2 separate regions of the Mus musculus genome follow, and region 1 is linked to region 2. The links are chromatin contacts, called in public HiChIP or PLAC-seq maps. All regions are on one chromosome and are shown on one strand. The core of a region is the stretch at or near the end of the contact, and the rest is flanking DNA. Distances in the headings are between cores, read along the strand shown. Region 1 overlaps Dpysl2 (dihydropyrimidinase-like 2). Region 2 has its middle 34 kb from the start of Stmn4.

Region 1 (7,149 bases), core at 2,413-4,912, 450 kb after region 2:
AAGAAATTCTAGATTTTTTTCTCAATAGGGCCTGGTTGTATACAGCTGTGCTCCCAGCACCCAGAAGGCGGGGGCAGGGGGATCAGAAGCTCCATGGTGAGCCACACAGGGAGTTCCAGGCCAGCCTGGGCTACATGAGACCACCTCTCAAAATATTACTATTACTACTACTACTACTACTACTACTACTACTACTACTACTACTATTACTACTAAATAAAAGGCAGCTTCTCCAAGCATCCAGGAGAGGGCAGGCTCTCAAAAATTAATAGCAAGTGGTCAAATTAAGCTCCAGAAAGCTCCAAAGAGCAGGAAGCCAGAAATCACAGGATCGGTCTGGAAGCCATTGCCTCTTGGGACAGGCTGGCTGAGTAGTCATTGAGCAATTTCTTCTGGAGCTTGTACCAAGTCACCCATCAGTGAAAACATCCCACAGCCCTTATTGATTCATGAGGATCATGCAGCAAAGTAGAAACAGCTATATGGGCCAAATGGCAAAGGCAGAGGCAGAGGCAGAGGCAGAGGCAGAGGCAGAGGCAGAGGCACCAGTGAGCATGAGAGAAAAGCAGATAAATGGAGACACACGAGATGGAAAGATACACATGCAGGTTGTGGAGACAAGAAGGAAGATAGGGATCCCCTTTCGATGCTCACTTCAGATCATGCTAAGGTTCCCATCAAGGTCAATGCTATGGGTTCCAGCTCTATATGCTGTGCTGATGCCTAAGCAGAAAGCGCACAGTGTGATTAGCCAAACTGGTTTAGTGCAGCAGGTGGCAATGGAGCTACTTATGCATAATGAATAAGCTGCACCACAGAACATCCCTGAGGGAAAGTGCTGGAAGCGACACTTAGTGAATTAGTTTCCAAGAACCTGTCTCGGGAGAACCAGCTTCACTCGGTATACATCCACAGTATACCGGCAACGAGTAATTTGAGGTGAATAAGCATATGTGTCCCACACCAGCCTCTGACTGACCCCCGCAGAAATCCCCGCTCAAGGCGGAAGGAAGACACACTTTGCACAATAACATTCCCCAGAGGGGTTCTGTCGCCAGTGAAAAGTGATGTAACCTATGTAATGTAACTAGTTTGTAAAATCAACTTATAGAGAGAGGAGGACACCTGCCCACGTGGCCTTGGCTTTAAATAGATACGAACAAGGCCAGGGCCACGGAACAAAGGGAGGAAACTAGAGCTGCCCGCTCTGCTGGGCTGCAATTAGGTTAATGCTGGAACATGATCAAAGTGGCCCAGTTGGCAAGAGGGTCGGAAAAAGAGCCTCCTCCAGGATCCGCGCTGCCTTCCCGCCACCTGCCCACGGGGCATCCGAAAGGCCCGAGATGCTCACCCTTCTTCCGTGCCTGAGCGATGACTTCAGCCGCACTCTTGCTCATCACTTTGGTGACATACAGAGGGCAGTTGGTCTGGTTGGCAATAGTGATGGACCGGTTCACAGCTTCAGCCTCGACCTATGGGAGGGCAGATAAGCATGAAAACCCCGCCCATCCTCATGCCCATCTTTGTCCTTATTCACTAACAGAGACAGATGGATTCCCAAGGCTCTTTCCTAAGTGACACCCAGGACAAAGATCCACAGGCTCCACCTAGACCCACAGTCTAGTAACATTGCCAAGTGGGTTGTAACCACCCTGGGTGAATATTGGCAGAAAACAAGATATTATGAAGATAACTTATGTCACTCCCTTTAGTTATCAAAGTACTGAAACAATGGCCTCTAAGAAATTATAGAGTTTTCTGAGGAGAAATTTCACAGTGGGAGAAGGAAAAGCCTGAAGCTGGGTGCCTGCCAGAGGAGAGACGTGTCTCCAGGAAAGGCAGTTCACACAGTTCTGAGTACACAGAACACCTTCCAGGACAGCAGAGGCCAAGGCAGCGATGGGTGGGAGGGACCACACCACGACGTGGACTGTTTGGCTAAGCATGCTTCGCGCCCTCTATCTAAAGAGCTCTTATTATTTCGTCCTTTTTAACTACGTGTCTGCCGGTGGGTGGGTGTGCACATGCGTGCTGGTACCCACGGAGATCAGAAGCACTGACAATTCCCAGAGATGGAGGTACTGACAATTGTGACCTGCCTGACGTAGATGCTGAGAACCAAACCTGGGTCCTTTGCAAGAGCAGTGTGAGCGTTCCTGCCCTCTTAGCTACTGAGCCACATCTCCAAGCCATTAAAGATCCAGGCTGGCCAGAGACTCCTGATCCTGCTTCCTCATCTCTTCATCACAGCCCACCAAGTGTACCACCATGAGCAGCAGCCTAGTTAAAGCTAGTTGAACCTAAGCTTTATGTCAGGACTCTGAGGATGGGCTCAGGAAGACGCTGGATCTCTGTTCCTCTTCCTACCCTAACTACACTGAACCAATCTCCTTTCTCCACAGTTCGCCACTGCTCGTTTTTCTAATTAGCCTGTGGATGATCAAGCCGTGCTTGTCAGGGCTGCCAGGGCCCAGTCTTGTTAGGCGTAAAGACTCTGGTAACAATTTCACTTGCTCACATTTGAGAATACCCAGGCCCTGGCTGATCTCAATGTGGATATTCATTCTGCTCTCATGATCCAGAGTGAAGACATTCAATGTTCGTGACTCTGGAGACAAGTCAGCCAGATACTTGTGGGCCAAGCCAACATCACCCACAAAACAAAACAAGCTTCAATAGTCTCTGGAATGGACTAGGGCTGTACCATGTTCCCCCAAGAGTGTGTCTGGCCAGCCACAGCCTGGTACGACCTTCAACGCAGATGAAGAACTACCCAAATGGAACATCTGGCTCTTTATGCCTGATCCTCAGGGAATGGAATTTCAGATTCCACATCACATCTACCGAATACACAACCGGGAAAACCGCCTTGCTATGGAGGTATATCTTATGTACAACAACGTGGGATCATCATAACAGAAGAAACTGATTCAAACGGGATCCCAAAAGGTCACTGCCAAGTCCTAAGAAAATATTGTGGTGTAAATTCTTAAAGGTAAGAAGGGAGATAGTCCCTTTCTCTGCCTACCATACTACCCCACTCCCAACATCCCTAAGCAGAGGGTCAAAACATAAATGGCTTCATCTTGTTAATGTAACTTTAAAAGCCAGGCGGTCACTTTTCAGAGGAGATAGCTGCACTCCTACAGTTAGTTGCCTTGACTAGTCCAGTTTCCACTGGAGCACGGCAGGGCTGGGGTCTGTCGCTGCTCTCTGTGCTCTTCCCAGTGAGGGAGACCCCGGCCTTCATTCACACTCAGCTTCTGGGCATCAACTATGTGAGGAGAGTCTATGAATCTTACAGGAAAGCAACCAGCTCTCAGAAAACACTCACCAAACACTCAAATGTTTCCCATTCCAGGGATAGCTGAAGAGAGCCTCCCTCCTGCTCCCTGCCCTCCCTCCCCTCCCTGAAGTTTCCTGTGGGGCTGTCAGCTCAGAAGTCTCTGAAGTGTGAATGAAAAGGACTCCAAGATGCTCAACACTTCACAGGGATGTCAGACACAGCCCTGCAGACTTCCCAGCCCAGACCCTTCACAAAAGGACAGACACACTATAAATAAAGTCTGGGAGCTACAGGCCTGTCCTCAGTAAAGCGGGGTGTGCAGTGCCTCTAATTAAGAAGCCAAGTGGGACTGGCTGCTACTAAGACTCCTGAGGAAGACTCGCTGTCCCAGGGGTCTGTCTGGATTTGCATACACACTGTGAATGGAATTCAGGCTCCATCTGGCTCCACAGAGTGGCCTGAAATTGGACAGGGGCCAAACTAAAAACGCTAGCTCTCTGGAAGAAGAGAGTATTTAAGCCTCGCTCTCCATTCTCCAGCTAGAACAGTCCAGCCTCTGATACACAACAAACACTGTGCACTGAGCCCTGACCAAAATCTCTTTAAATCTTGTAGGAAGGGTGTAATCGCTTAAAAATAAAACCTCTGCTTATTATAGAGACCTTGAACATCTGGGAGGTTGTCTATGTGATTTTATAGATGGAGCAGAACAAGCACCACAGGGAAATGACCTATCCAAGGACCCATAGCAGAGTCCAGACAATCTCTGGGCAAGTCCCTCCCGCCTTGGCAACCTACACGCCTCGGTCATATATCCTGCGAGGCCCAGCTGGAAAGGCCTTCCGTCTGTGATGGCTTTGCTGTACAGATCTTCTTTGGCCTCAGGCTCTTACCAGCTGCCTTTTGCTAGTAGTAAGTCACATTCTGGCTCACAGATATACTTCCTGTCTGCGGCTTTGTCACCAGCTCATTGAAAGACTCAGGGAGCACCATCCCCTGCTTGCCACAGATGTCCAGGCACTGCGGTGGTCAGAACATGTGCTTCTCACCGGTACCACCTCAGACAGGTGATCCCTAGATCCGGCATTCCTACCGGTCTCCCTTTTCCCAGCTTCTTGAGGGGGGAATCCTACGGAGCTGCGAGCTGTGCACATGGTAGACTGCGAAGAGCAGCATACAGCGGCAGGAAGCTGGCCGCCCTGCACAGTTCAAACCAAGCTGGCCATCATGGTGCTACAGACGGACGAGATCCTGACACTACACAAAGTTAAAACATTAGTGTTGCCTCCTATGTGCTGGGGGGTCTCTTCCTAAAGTGGGCTGTATGGCCAAGTCCATTCAGAGTGGTTCCATGTTTGATTCTCTGTGTCGCCCCCTCAAGAGTTTAAAACACAAAAGACTCAGCTTGACAGAAGAAACAGCCACCATCAGGAAGAACAGCAAGGGTGAAGGGCTCGAAATCTTATTCTTCCTTTCTTCCTTCCTGCCTGCCTGCCTGCCTCCCTCCCTCCCTCCCTCCCTCCCTCCTTCCCTCCCTCCCTCCCTCCTTCCCTCGATTCCTCCCACCCATAGGACTGACATGGGGCAAAATTACTCAAGAGCCTTATCAAACTCAGTGCCTGGCGTTAAGTTAGGCTCCTCCCACCATGCTCCTAAGCCCTGCTGAGCCTCAGGATGTCCAGAACTGGTCACTCAGTGCTCTAATTCTGTGAGACAATGGCCAAAGAGGAGGCCCTGTGCTGAGCCACGTACGCATGGGTGTAACTTTTCTGCGTAAAGGGTTAACCAGAACAGTGGGTCCCTGAGAGCTAGCTCCTGTGGGCATCCTTCCTGTTCCCACACTTTGTTCTGCCAAGCCCTGGGATCTAGTGGCCCCATCTCCTTCGCAGGCCACTTACCAAACATCCCCCTCTGTCCTGTTTTTGGAAGGGACACCTTAAATGTTGAACCTCCATCCGCCCAGGTCCCTGAGGGTCTCCCCTTGCCTGCAATCTTTGCAGTCTAGACTGTTCCTTGCTGAACTCCTCCATCCTCCTCTGCCCCTCAGAGCTGTAAGACTGCCTGCCGTTCTACAGACCTTTTCCTATACTGAAGGACCAGCCTCTGAAAAAGCACGGATATGATACCTGCAGCCTTCTGACCTACAGGCTCCACGGTCCAGTGTGATAACCTTGTGCTTCTCAGCCTGGGCTAATCCTGTTTACGGCTCCCAATGGTTCTATCCACCAGGCCCTACTGAGTGTGCTGCACTCAGCAATGACTCATCATGTGCGTTTTAGAGGTGTAAAGGAACTCTGTGGTTCCATCCTATGTTTAAGGGACTGGCGGTACTGCAAATGGGTATGTACATGCATGCACATGCACACGCATTTCTTTGAAAGACCAAAGCACATCCAAAAAGCCCCACTTTCAACAGGTACAGGGGTGGAGGAGAGGCCCTGCACAGAATCTACGAGACATCATGTCGCACATCCCAGTCCCAGATATTCACCTCCTCTGGCCGGCTCAACACGTGTCCCTCGGGGCCCGTGATGCCCAGATCCAGGATCCTCTGCTGTTCCTGTAATGTGCATAGAAAGCCGAGTGGTCAGAGAAGGTGGGTTTCAGGTGGCGGATGCCAAGAGACCTGGGCAAAAAAGCTCCCTAGCAAGAAGTTCAGTGGGCCCTGCTGGATACCGGGTGTCATGCCAGACCTCAGAAAGAGGCATCACTATACTAATTCCAATCCCACTTGAGCAAGACAGATCCTCTAGAGCCCCTCAATATGTTCAGCATCCCCAGGGAAGCTGACAGCCACTCTTGGCCCACAGCACAGTAATATGATGGTATCCAAGTGTGACTACGGTGTTCCTTGACTCCATCCAGAACAGCTACACTGCAGTGCCAAAAGAAGGGGCCTTTCTATAATGGAAATAAGCAATATGCCTTACCAAACACTAGCAGAAAGTCCCCGAAGAGCCTTTGTACCAGACCATACGGCCCTCTGGATTTTCACACTGGTGGTCCAGCTTCAAAAGCTGTCCTACACTCTTGAGCTTGCTTTCCAGGAGAGGAAGAAAATATGAAAGGATGGGTCCCTTACCTCAGCAATGATGTCACCATTCTCTGCGTGGACTTGAGCTATGGCACCGATATCCCGGATCACGCTCAGCACTTCATAGATCTGAGGAAGAAGGGAACGAACTCAGAGACCCAAACCTGCAAGTTTCTGGTCAAAGGAAATCATCCCCTGGGTTGAAATGGCACCCAGGCTGCTGTGACAGGCTTGGCTTGGCAATAGGCTCAAGGGGACTGCCTTCTGGCCACTCTGAGAGTCAGAGAGGCAGCCCAACCAAAAGGACAGGGGTGAAGTGTGAAATGCAGGAGATGACACCCAGCTCTGCACCAGGTGTGACCAAGACTCTCAGCACTACCACTAGGCCACACAGTATCCTGATTAGAGGTTACGGTTTGATATGAGAGTTTAGAAGGGCAAGACCCCATCAAAGGCTAACTTCATTAAACTCCAAACCTGCCACCCATATCCCATCAAGCTATGAGTGAGCTATATACACACGCGGAAGAAATGTTTCCCCAGATGGCAGCCATAACCAAACTAAACAGAACATCAGGAACCTACTCAGAAAAGTTGGCTTTCTTACCTGGGAATCCGTCAGCTGGAATCGATCTTTGAAAGCCATGTACACGAGGAAGGAGTTTACCCCTGGTGACAGACAAAGAAGAGAAGCAGACACGTGACTTTCAATACATAAACTCAGAGCAAACAATCTGTTCACACGTGTGTGTGGACCTGTGCACATCTGTGCAGGGGAGCGGGTGTTGAGGGGACAAAAGAAGAGAGAAGGAGATGGAGAGCCTGAGTA
Region 2 (6,608 bases), core at 2,046-4,545:
GAATATTGAATTTGAGGTCTCCCACATCTCTGTACCTGGGGCTGTGATCACTCACATTTGGCTCCAGAATGAACTATCTCTTGTTCTGTTGAGAGTTGTATTTGTATGCTGACTCGGACAGTCATCATGGTCAGCCAAGAGCTTGGTGGCAGTTGCTCCACTTGTCTTTCTTATCTTCCCGAGGCTAGGGCAGGTCAAATGGTTCCAACAGACCTTTCTGGTAGATTCCAGGGTCCCAAGCAGCAGCATCAGGAGGACTCTAAGTTCTTCCAGAGATGCAGGCTCATTTGTGTTCACCACTGTCCTGTTTAAAATAGTCAGGACATAGAGCCAGCCTAGACGCCCATCAGGAGAGGAGCAGATGATGAAAATATGGTTCATACATAATGGAATTTTATTAGGTCTTAAAGAAAGGCAAAAGCATGGCACTTGCTGGAAATGGATGAAGCTATAAATTATTATCGTAAGCAGAGGAACATCGCAGACCCAGAGAACCAAAGATTGCATGCTTTCTCTCATCATTTTTATGTGTGTGTCTCAGCGTAAGGGTGTGTGTATGGGTCATGGAACTAGAATGGGACCCACGAGAGGGGAAAAGATATTAAGGGAGGTTGAGAGAAGAGGAAGAAAGAGGATTACAGAACAAGACATGAAAGATGAGGGGACTGAGAAGGAGGTGGAGAGGAGAGAGAGATGGGGGAGGAGGAGGAGGGAGTAAGGGAGTCAGAGAAGGGGTGAGAGTGTGGAGGAGGGGGTGGGAAATGGGGCAGGGGAGGAGACAGGGACAAGGATTCACACATCAAAGTATGTCTGAGGATCCCATAGTGAGACCAATCACTTCGTATACTAACAAAACAAAACAAAACAAAACAACAAACAGATAAAATATAGTCAAACTAATGAAAAAGGCAAATAAAGGCCCTATCTCCTTCCCACGAGAAACTTCAAGGGCTGTGGCCTTTTCCCTACTGGAGCTCAGCTTCACTGGGACTGAATGATTGGCCTGAGTGCTCTCATTTTAAGAAAGGTCAAACCTCCTGGAGTTATAGTAACAAATGAAACAAACCAAACAACACACCATAAACAAGGGAAAGGCCTCAGGCAGCCCTCTGGGGACACCAACCTTTAAAACCAGCACAGGATCTGTGGGAGGAAATGTTGCTGAGGCACACAGTGGATGGATCAGGAGGATTTGCCTCTGGGGTTACTCTAGGGTTCTTTTTTCCTTGTGGGTGTTCCCCTTGCACTTTCTGTCACCTAGGCTGTGTGCATCACTGGGTGGCGGAGCGCATCGCTGTTGTATGTCTTGGAGCCGATGGTTCTTCAGACATTCTAGGGCACTGAAAGGGTTAAAGGAGAATTTTCCACCTCGGGGCACAGAAACTATTTGTGTTCAAAGATGTGTAAACACACGGGAAAAACCTGCACAGAGGCCTGCTAACTCCCCACTCCCCCCCCCCCCCGTGTGTGTGTGTGTGTGTGTGTGTGTGTGTGTATGTGATCTCAGAAGCCTAAGGCAGCCATGTGCCTTTGTGATCTCAGCATCCAGAAGACTGGGGCAGAGGTTCACAAGTTCTAGGTCAGCCACGGGGACAGACTGAGACCTTGTCCCTCTAAACCCCAACCCCCCCCCCCCCCGCCCAAACCAATAAGAATCGTGAAAAAAGATCAAAGCACCAAATAATGGCTCTCATTACACTTAGTTGCACAGGCAGGTGGGCTACTCTGAGAGAAATGGTAATTTTCATATAAAAGGAAAAGAAAACCAATGTCAATAGATTCTGCGGTGGAAATTCAAGAAGCCATGAAGCAAATCAAAGACAAGGGTAACAAGAACTAAGACACAATGTGGGCTGAGAGGAGGAAGAAAGAAACACAGAAATACTGACATTAGAGAATGCTGCACATCAGAATTCTGACATGCATAGGAATCAACATAGAAAAAACCAATTTTAACCATTGTGTAATACAAATTCAGAAATGTTTTTACTACAGAGGAAACAGGAGAAAGAATAATAACAAAATAAAGAGAACATATGTTAATAGTATCATTTTTCGATAGATGATAGGACTTTATCCTAAGCGAATAAGCATCCAGGGGAATTTATGGGCATTCCTCCCCACCACCCCAGGGCTCCGATTTTTAATTTCCCTAAGCTGGTCTGTGACAGTCTGGTGTATCTTCATATCTGATAATCACACTTAGCAGTTTTCTAGACACATTTTGCCATTTAAGTTTATGCAGTAGGGTCTTGCTACATCTCACAGGCTTATCTGCATCTCACTCATCAGGTGGCTTTCAATGCCAGTTCCTCCCTGTCTCAGCCTCTCAAGTGCAGGGGTTGCAGGTGAGGGTCTCCCCAGCTTCTACACTGCCATCTTAAAGCAAGTTGACAGTATTTAATGCACTTAAAGCAGGTCTCTGCTAGGAGTTCACACGGACTCCAATACATTTCTTAATATCAAACACATGTGTTTTCACATTCAAATTTTTATGTTCCCATCTCAGCTTTCTATCATGCTTTGAAGATTTGTCACTGTTTCCAGGACCCTTACTTTTATTAAGATAAGAACGGAAGTTTATTTTTGTAAAAATTACACACAGTCACTTTCCCTCGTGACCCCTCGTTCCCCCAAACCTCCCCCACTCCCTGAACCCCTTTTCTGGAGTTGATGATTGTTCATCTTGCTTTATTTTCTTGGCTTTGACTTTGGACCCCAGAGATCACAGGGAGCTAGCGCAGTACAGGAATATGACCAGCAGGTGGCGTTCGTACTGTTTCTACTACGGGAACCGCCCAGAATTCTCCAGGACAAATTTGCACAAAAGAGGCGACTGCAACCATAGCTGTTACAGTTGGTAATTAGGGATAAGGTTGCCATGGTGACGAGGGGTCTTGGGATGTTTATAGCTTTGCAAGAGCTGATGCCAATGAGCTATCGGATTGCTTCTTCCTTTGATGGTAATGGCAGGCAAACTGAGGTCATGCAAATGCTGTATGGTGCAGCCTGCTTAGGAAGCTATTCTGCTGCTGTTGTTATTTATGGGATAAAAGTATCCTGTTGAGAGAAACACACACACACACACACACACACACACACACAATTTGTATGCATGCACACAAGTGCACCATATTTATCTGACTTGTTTACATTTTCTGTATGTTTTATCTCCATTCCCCACATTTCTCAATGTGGTTTTCATTAAAATTCTCTGAGAAGAAAGGCTCCATTCATCTGACAAGCTCGGGAAATATTGCATGCTCATGCTTTAGAGGTTCACAGTGTACTTGAGCCAGAACGTCTTTGGATGTCCTATTTCACCTCCACACGCTCATTTGCCTCGTAAACCCACTTAAACAGACAATTCATTAACTCTCTCAGCTAATCACTCCTCATCTTCTCCTCAAGACGTTAATAGACATTCATTAAGTGTAGGTTTCCTTGTAGCCTTGCGCTCACATAAGTCTCTCCAGCAAGGCGTGGAGCTCTGATAAGCTAGCCTGTCAAAGGCTGTGTGGCCAAGACTCAATGGTTATTAATGGCTGCCTATGAACTCCTAAGAAATGGTTTCCAATTGAGCTATGTATCCATGGATACCACAGACTGAAATTATTCATTGTTAATGTCTTTATCCATCCATAAATTTTATTGGGTAAATGAGGCCACGCCCCAGACATGGCCCACAGCATTAATAAGTCATTTGTAGGTTAGCATAGTATTATTTTACATCTTGTCACATCGTTTCTGATGCTTTAAATTCAATCTTCTGCTAGTGTATTTTCCCCAGAGAGGCACCTCCTCTCCCATGAATAACCTACTTGTGATTGATCATAAAACAGAACTTATTAAAAGAGATTTTTAAAAACAACAACAAAAAAAAGGACTGAGAATTTGCTCACACATACTGCCTCTCGGGTGGGGGAGGGGAGTCACCCTCCCTGCACTTCATTGTGAAAAGGGAGGTCTGGTCCTCTCAAACTGTGGAAAGAACAATTGCCCTAGTCCACTAGGGCAGTGGCTGCCAACAGCTTTAGGAATGCACCAGTTGACACTCTTGGCTAGGCTGATAATGTTTTAGACCCACTCCAAATGTTGAAGGCGTTTCCTGTGACTTACCCCTCTTTACACTCCGGAAGGCCACTGGATTTTATTGCTAGGGGACCATGAGAGGAGCAGGAACATTTAAAAGACAGGCAACAGTAACCAAGTGTCCAGCTCCTTGTCAGTCACTTTGCTATTTATTGAATCCTTGATTAAGTTTAAGCCTTAAAGCCCACTAGATGGGTTTTACCAGCCCCATTTTACCAAGAAGAGATGAAGGCTGGAGGTGCCTTGCCTCATATGGGACAACTTGTAAAGTATAAATAAGGGGACATTTTTTGACTCTAGGTTTGTCCAAATCCAAAGTCAAACAAAGGCAGCAATATTTGTACAAGAATCAAATTATCCTCAAAAGAAATAAGGAGGAGGAAGAGGAGGAGGAGGAAGAGGAAGAGGAAGAGGGAAGAGGAGGAGGAGGAAGAGGAAGAGGGAAGAGGAAGAGGAGGAGGAGGGAGAGGAAGAGGAGGAGGAGGAGGAAGAGGAAGAGGAGGAGGAAGAAGAGGAGGAGGAGACCTAGGAGGAGAGGATCAGCTTGTTTCTTCCATGGGAGGTACATAATTAGTCAAAAGGGGAGGGTCCCTGGCTCTGGCCAACCCCTACGGTCTTCCACAACAGCCACTGTTCTATTTACCATTTGTGTTAGTTCCCTTTCCCGTTGCTGTGATAAAATACCCCAGCAAAGCAGTTTAAGGAAGTAGGGTCTGTTTTAGCCCTCACCTCCAGATCGTGGCCTATCACTGCAGGGAAGTCTGGAAGGCCGGAACTTGAGTTTGATAGTCACATTAGTAGTCATAGTCCAAAGCAGAGGGGAAGGACCGAAGGCATAGGTGCCACTGCTCAGCACACTTCTTCCTTGCTTACAGTCTCAGATTTCAGTCAGAGAATGGCCCCACCCCCTGTGGGCGTGTCTTCCTGCCCCATGCAATAAAGATAATCTCCATAGCACGCCCATCTTCCAGGTGACTTTAGACTGTCAAATTGACAATAAACACTGCCTGCTGTTGTTCCAAGCGTTTACTCCGTTACCAACTTGTCCCGCTTCTGTTGTGTGGGCTGAACTTGTATTGGCATTTATTCATATTTTTTAAAAACCCCTTCAGTCAATTTTACACTCATGGGTTCCTTTCGATCAAACCTCCAGTTATTTTAAAAGCTGGCAATTGCCGTCTACTTAGGATCTTTTCATTACCCATGACAGTTTGTCTTAGATTTCACTGATAATCAATGAGCTGCTCTTTTAAATACTTAGTGGATCAAATTAACGGCTTTAATTAACAACCTACATGAAAATCAATGACCTCCATATTCAGCTATTCCAAGTTTATCTGACTTGTTAGTCAGTAGGACAACACTTGCTTTTTGTTTTGTAACATGTATATTCCTTTAGATCACCGCACCTCAACCTTGCTAATGCTGCTACCCCCTTAATACAGTTCGTGCTGTAAGTGACTCCCCACCATAAAAATATCTCATTGCTACTTCATAACTGTAATTTTGCTACAGTTATGAATCATAGTGTAAATATCTGATATGCAGATGGGCTTAGGTGCCTTGTGAAACGGTTGTTCTACCATCAAGGGGTCCTGACCCACAGGTTGAGAATGGGTCCTTTGCATGTAGCTTTCAGATTTTATACAAACAACTCCCAACACGAATCAGGAAGACATCTGGGTCTTTCATCTCAATCCCTAATCATTGAGCTGCTCACATGGCTCTTTCTGTAGAAGACACTCAGTTCCTGCTGTTACCGGCAGTTAAATATTGATTAAATAAATCACGACATCTGTTACCTATTTCTGTTTGCTCTGCTTTCTGGTCCCAGGTTGGGATTGCTAGTTCCTGTGGTCTCCGGGAAAAGAAAGTTCTTTCTTTGTAGGCTTAGTTTTCTCCTTCCTTCTACCAAAACGTTTTGCTGGCAGTGAGTGACCCTGTTCTAGCTCAGGCATCTGAGTACAGCCATGGCCTCTGAGTACACAGTGCCTACCTAGTCAAGCGGTGGAGTCTCTCCAGTCCTCTTTTCTTAAGTTCCCAGGAGTCATCACCCTTCTAAGCCCTTCCAGGTTTTCCAGCTAAGAGTTAAGCACACAGCTGCTGTTTCCCAAATGACTACCGGCTTTCTCGATTTAATCCAGACACTCCCTTCTGGTCACCGCCTGGCTTTAGGCAGACATTGGCTCCCTTGAGCAGCAGAGCTACTGCTTTCTTTGGCAGCCGCCATTGCTCCTGGAAAGTGGCTGATAAGGGTGCTTCCTTAGAAGATCCGAGTGCGCCTGGCGTGGTGGCGCACACCTTTACAAAGGCAAAGGCAGGCGGGTTTCTGAGTTTGAGGCCAGCCTGGTCTACAAAGTGAGTTCCAGAACAGCCAGGGCAAACCCTGTCTCGAAAAAACAAAACAAAAAAAATCCCAGCACGAAGCTCCTGGCTTTTTGTGACGCGCATGCGGGCATATTCCTGTTTTTTTTTCCCCCCTCCTCCATTTTCTTTGTTTCTCTTTCCCTAATTTT

The links. HiChIP or PLAC-seq counts read pairs in DNA pulled down with a chosen protein or histone mark.
Region 1: an H3K4me3 HiChIP or PLAC-seq map of embryonic basal ganglia shows a contact between it and region 2, with 4 times the contacts expected there. The contact joins two enhancer-like sites. A contact is called at or near these places in 1 of 484 Hi-C or Micro-C datasets (bone marrow-derived macrophages), 2 of 115 datasets of contacts at active chromatin or transcription factors (embryonic basal ganglia and large pre-B cells) and 1 of 9 other capture datasets (embryonic stem cells).

Annotation. Positions count from the first base shown.
Region 1 is chr14:66,822,994-66,830,142 of GRCm38.p6, forward strand. Dpysl2 (dihydropyrimidinase-like 2) reads right to left here. Exons shown (of 14, transcript NM_001378767.1): 5 at 6,928-6,989; 6 at 6,369-6,449; 7 at 5,778-5,846; 8 at 1,352-1,472. Among named protein-coding and RNA genes, the nearest start is that of Gm5464, 42 kb to the right of the region's middle. Within about 2 kb of position 3,663, at least 62 of the 459 cell types and tissues checked have an H3K27ac peak or open chromatin away from gene starts, as enhancers often do. A contact at or near this core is called in embryonic basal ganglia, where this site is marked.
Region 2 is chr14:66,375,271-66,381,878 of GRCm38.p6, forward strand. No RefSeq gene overlaps it. Among named protein-coding and RNA genes, the nearest start is that of Stmn4, 34 kb to the left of the region's middle. Within about 2 kb of position 3,296, at least 47 of the 459 cell types and tissues checked have an H3K27ac peak or open chromatin away from gene starts, as enhancers often do. A contact at or near this core is called in embryonic basal ganglia, where this site is marked.